2 separate regions of the Mus musculus genome follow, and region 1 is linked to region 2. Evidence: chromatin contacts called from public HiChIP or PLAC-seq data. All regions are on one chromosome and are shown on one strand. Each heading gives the region's core, a stretch centred on a gene start, on an enhancer-like site or on the middle of the called end of the contact. The rest is flanking DNA. Distances are from core to core; before and after follow the strand shown.

Region 1 (2,700 bases), core at 100-2,599, 130 kb before region 2:
GGCGGGTATAACAGCCTACACCTTTATCCCCAGTGCAGAGACAGGCAGAATCCCAAGGGCTGGGTGACCAGTTTAGCCAAAATGATGAGCTCCAAGTTTAGTGACAGAGAGATACTGTCTCAAAGCAGGAAGGGAGAAAGGGACCGAGGCAGGCCATTCAACAGACACAGTCATGAGGAATACATCCCTACCCACACAGGAATGTTTATATACACCACACAGACACACACATGCACAGACACACAGACCACACAACCCATCACACACGCATACATATCACAAACTATACTCAACACTTCACCTCAAACCACACATACATACACACCACACTACCCACACTCACTACCCCACACCCCACCAAACACACACACACAGAGAAGAGAGACAGACAGATAGACACAGACATACACACAGACACAAACATAAACACACCACACAACCCAGGCTCAACACCCCACACCCTACCACATGCAACACACAAAACACTTTACCGCAAGTCACACATATATACACACTGACCAACCCACACTTAACACTCTACATCCCACACCCCACCAAACACACACACAAAGACATACCATACTACCCACCCTCAACACCCCTCCCCGCACACACAGAGGCAATGACAATGAATGTAGAAGAGATTTTCAGTTGTATATCCTAACAAGTTTGGGCAGCAAACATTTTTGTTTTAAGACTTCTGTCTTGCTAGTTTCATTGGAAATAAGCAGTCTTCATATCAATGACTAGTCTCATTAATTAGGGTTTATTGGGTTCACTGAAACAGTACTGGTCTTTACGTGCTTAGAGCATCTTTTGGCCACAGACATGCCTCTCTATCACTAGATAGAGCTCTGTGAAGGATTCTCTGTAGATAACTTCTCAGCACAAGGATTGCATTCTCCTGAGAACATGCTCAAGTGTCCACATGGCTCTTAAGAAGACACTGACCTCTTTGAAACCAGAACAGAAAGGCCCAGTGAACTGGGGGTGACTCGTGGTTGCACAAATTCTTTTCAACTCTGGGTCTCAGAAAAGCTAAGTGAAAAGAGTCGTTGGAAGATTCAAAATAGAATCTGTCACATTCCGATCCTGTGAGATAATGCATGGTCTTGCAGAGGCATTAAAAAGGAAGACAGATAATCTAGGGCTCTGTTTAATGTGATTTATTAGCTTCTAAAGACTCAAAGACTATAAAAATAATTCACATCTAAGAATTTATTGATGTATGTATCTACCCCGTTGGACTCTGTTAAACTGAAAGGAACGGTTAAATCCTAGGATATGGGAGTGCCAGAGGGTGGAGGGCCTTCCTTCCAGCCAGTATGGAGCAGAGTTTGTATTTAAAGACTATTGTCTTTCAACTCCTTTTGTCTAAAAGGTAAAGTAACACAGCGTTGTCAGGAGCTTTCAGATGGCCCATAGCTTCCTACAGACTTCTTTGGTACAAACCAGTGGAAATTTCCCACAAGGATCAAGGTCATATCTTGACCTCTAGAGTTCTCAATGTGTTTTCTTCAAGGCAGCTGCCTTCTTCCAAGCCTCTTATAAATTAGCTGTGTATTTTCTGGGATCAACCACATCCTCAGAAAACTGACTGCAGCTCATCCAAGAAACCTGACCCCCGTCCCTCCCTCTCCACAGACAGCTGTGTGGAAGTTTCAGGAGCAATAACTCACACAGAGACTCCTCTGTGGCCCCAAATTTGGACATATTTTTGCACAAATATTCAATGGCTTCAGCAATTTGGCAAATATAAGAAAGGACTCCTAATTCCATGGGGTCAAATATCCTCCCCAAACTAAAACTGCAAAGTTAACTGACTCAAGGAAAGAACTTTGTGATATACCTAATGTTTTGAGGTCACTTTCATAATGGTGCCTCCTCTTCTCATCACCCATCTCCTGTGTGACCCTTTAATAAGATCATTTTCAAAGATCTAATAAGAATTGTGCCAGTAGCCCAAATTAAAGACCCTAGGGAAAACAGAAAAGTCCTGCCCTGGCTCCCTGTGCAAATGAAATGTAAGAGCAAATAGAATGTAAGGGACAACATGCATACTGAAGACAGCCACAAGACAATGGCACCTTTGGTGTAGAATGAAGACGTTTAAACAGACTGCAGATCAGCAGTTGGAGAGATGGCTCAACAGTTAAGCTGTTCTTTCAGAGGATCCTCATGGTAGCTCGCAATGTCTATACCTCCAGTCGTGGGGGTTCCAATGCCCTCTCATGGTTTCTGTGGGCACCAGGCACACACGCAATACACAGACATACATGCAAGCAAAATATTCATACACATAAAGAATTAAGAATTTACACAATAAATTATAGAGCAAAGGAGATGGGAGTACTAATTCAGCTCAATGAAAGTATTGATATTATGATTATGTTTTGTTTTTTACTTAAGAGACTAGTGTATTTTTTGGGTAAAATCACAATGTCTGGAATTTGCTTTTAAGAAGTCTAGCATAGAGCCAGTGAGATGGCTCAGTGAATTAAGACTATTGCTGACAAGACTGGTGCAATGCCTGTGTCCAACATGATAAGGAGAGATTGTTATCCTTTGACCCCCCACCTACATGCCCATTCCTGCACATAATAAATAAATAACATAATTTTTAAAATTCTGTCATAAAAAAGAAATAATGGTAAGATTACAGACGACATACAATGGGTACAGTGTTGATACCAAAAATAG
Region 2 (2,700 bases), core at 69-2,568:
CTCTGAACTTGGATTACTCTGGTAATACCACCACAGAATTCCTGACCCAGTAAAGTCCCTTATCTCACTCAATCTCAGTCCATGCCAATTCTCCACACAGCCGTCAAACTTGTCAAAAAGATTTAATAGTCTGACCACCAGATCCGATAGAGCAGTTTATCACTCCAATGCTTGTTATAACACCAGAGACTCTTTATCAGGCTTGGACACATGTATATATATGTCCAGGTGAAATAGAACATTTTAAGATGTGCAGCGGGGGTGGGGGTGGGAGGCACAGTTCCTTAAAAACTGAACTATTTCCTATATACAAAGCTACCTAATGATTTTTTTGAACTTTGTAATAGTTGCTAATCTCCCTCCCCAAACACACACACACACACACACACACACACACACACACACACAATCAGAGCGAGAGAGAAACTCCGAAAGAAAAATGGCTTGTTTTTAAAAGGTTCTTAGCAAAGTTCTGGTCTTGGGAAACACAATAACAACTCACGGTACAACTCCAATCGTTCCGTGAAATTTGCCTTTCTTCGCTTAATGGAATTACTATATTTGTGCATGTTTCCCATACCTACATACTAGGGATAAATGCTGTGTCACTTAGAAGAAAGGCAAAGTATTCTGTTGGATCCCAAAGGAAATTGTCAAAGAACGTCTCTACGCTAGCCAGCCTGGAGCTGCTATTCCATTCCCTATAAAGGCAACCAGAAACGACTCTAAAGTCACTCGGCAGTTTCCGACCGGTGGGAGGGCCCCTCACCCGCACAACGGGTCAAGGAAAAGCTGCATCCGCTCGTTTTCACCTCTACGGCCCGGGCGGCTTCTCACCATTTCCAGGGAGTCCCCAGAACCGTCGTGGTGGCCACTGCCCAGGGCCGGACTGGCCCTGCCCTCGGGGGTCTTCCGTTCACTGTTGCGCTTCAGGCCGCTGGCGTCGCCCCGGCCTCCCGCTTCCCGGCGCCTCCGCCTTCGGCTCCACAGGTACATAGCCCCAGCACCCAGCAACAGGGGCGCCCCGATGGCCAGCGCCACGTGCCATCGCGGCAGGGTCCCCGCGCCCGAGCCGGGGCCCGCAGTCCCACCGCCACCGCCCACTCCATTTCCAGAACCGGGCGCAGCAGCCGCCGCCATCGCCGCCTCTATGGGCTTAGAGGCGGCCATGACGACTGTCCTCCGCCGCCGCCGCGCCGGTCGCGGGCGCCACGGTCACCGGGCAGCGTGGGGAGGAAGCCGGGAGCGTGGAGGGAAAGCAACGCGCGAGCGAGCACGCTAAGCAGCAGGAGCGGACGACAGAAAAGGGCCAGAGGTCACCGGAAGCCCGGGGCATGCCGGGCTAGACCGGCGGCTGGGCCCGCCCCTATCTACTGTACAGGGGAGAACCACTTCCGGGGTCAGAAGGCCTGGCGCTCTGGGTGGCTTTTCCCTTTCCTCTTGCAGGCGGTTGCCTAGAATCGCTCGGGAGGTCTCAGGCCTTGCGTGACTGCAGACCTCTTCTCCAGGACAGAAGGACCCGTGGCACTGTCGCCAGTGCGGCGAGGAGGGGCGTGGGGGGCCGTGTGCAGCAAGTGTAGAGGGACAGCTCCCTGTAGCTCTGTGAGTGGGCGGGACTTGCAGAAGCACTGTGAAGGGAATTGGCCAGCAGGGATGGTGGGCCTCCCAGTTGATTGGTAGGATCGGGGAGGGGGGTGTGGCTACGTTGGTGCCTGTTAAAGACTGAAACTGTGGGAGGGGGGAAAAAGGGTGAGACCATCGTGCTGTGTAAACCAGCTTTGTATATTTCTGCAATAGCCAGATTGTAGTTTGGACAAATTTGTAGTTCCTGGGACAATGACAGAGGGCAAAGACTAGATGGAAACTGGGGAAGGTAGGTTGACTCATGGAAGTGACTTGCAGCCTGTGTGCTGCACCTTTAATAGTTACAAAGGGCAAGGATGTCTGTTAGAAGGCTTTCCTATTGGCTTTCCTCGAGGACCCCGGATCACCGCAGGCATCTTTACGTGTGTATCTTAAAATGGATTCCACCTGACATCTAGCCCATACAACCTTCCCTGGAGCACAAGTGTCTGTCACAACACTTTGAGTTTGCTCACTTATTTGAAATAACTTAAATTTTTAAAAAAAATTTATTTCATTTATATGACTACACTGTAGCTGTTTTTCAAGCACATCAGAAGAGGGCATCGGATCCCATTACAGATGGTTGTGAGCCAACCATGTGGTTGCTGGGAATTGAACTCAGGACCTCTGGAAGAACAGTCAGTGCTCTTAACTGCTGAGCCATCTCGTCAGCCCTGAAGTACTTTTCTTAAGCCTTCATGAACTCTGGATCTGGTCTCAAAGCATGAAGTCTACTTTGCAAGGTGTTTGGAATTCACACAATTTTCAAGAAAAAAAGGCAAAGCATGGATAATTAAATGTTCCAGGCTATGGCTCTTCATTTCAGGTTTGAACATCCTTTTGTCAAACAAACAAACAAACAAACAAACAAACAAACCAAAAAAACAAAAACCAAACACCCATAGATGGTCATTTGGCTTTTAAGTACCACAGGATGCTCACCATAATAGCATTACATGAAGATGCAAAGGCCAAGTTGTGTCAACGTGGAGTGATTAAAATAGAATGTTCCAGTTTGAAACTTCAGGGCCTTTTCTCTTGCGTCATGTTGGTTCTCACCAGTGAAATGTTTGC

What was found. HiChIP or PLAC-seq counts read pairs in DNA pulled down with a chosen protein or histone mark.
Region 1: an H3K4me3 HiChIP or PLAC-seq map of embryonic stem cells shows a contact between it and region 2, with 12 read pairs. The contact joins the enhancer-like site here to the promoter of Tomm70a in region 2. A contact is called at or near these places in 4 of 484 Hi-C or Micro-C datasets (the CH12 cell line, the HPC-5 cell line, the N1E-115 cell line and 1 more), 6 of 115 datasets of contacts at active chromatin or transcription factors (embryonic stem cells, large pre-B cells and memory CD8 T cells) and 3 of 9 other capture datasets (adipose tissue, embryonic stem cells and liver).

What each region holds. Positions count from the first base shown.
Region 1 is chr16:57,250,605-57,253,304 of GRCm38.p6, reverse strand. No RefSeq gene overlaps it. Among named protein-coding and RNA genes, the nearest start is that of Tbc1d23, 20 kb to the right of the region's middle. Within about 2 kb of position 1,349, at least 52 of the 459 cell types and tissues checked have an H3K27ac peak or open chromatin away from gene starts, as enhancers often do. A contact at or near this core is called in adipose tissue and embryonic stem cells, where this site is marked.
Region 2 is chr16:57,120,332-57,123,031 of GRCm38.p6, reverse strand. Tomm70a (translocase of outer mitochondrial membrane 70A) reads right to left here and starts at 1,318. Exons shown (of 12, transcript NM_138599.5): 1 at 838-1,318. The coding sequence starts at 1,170.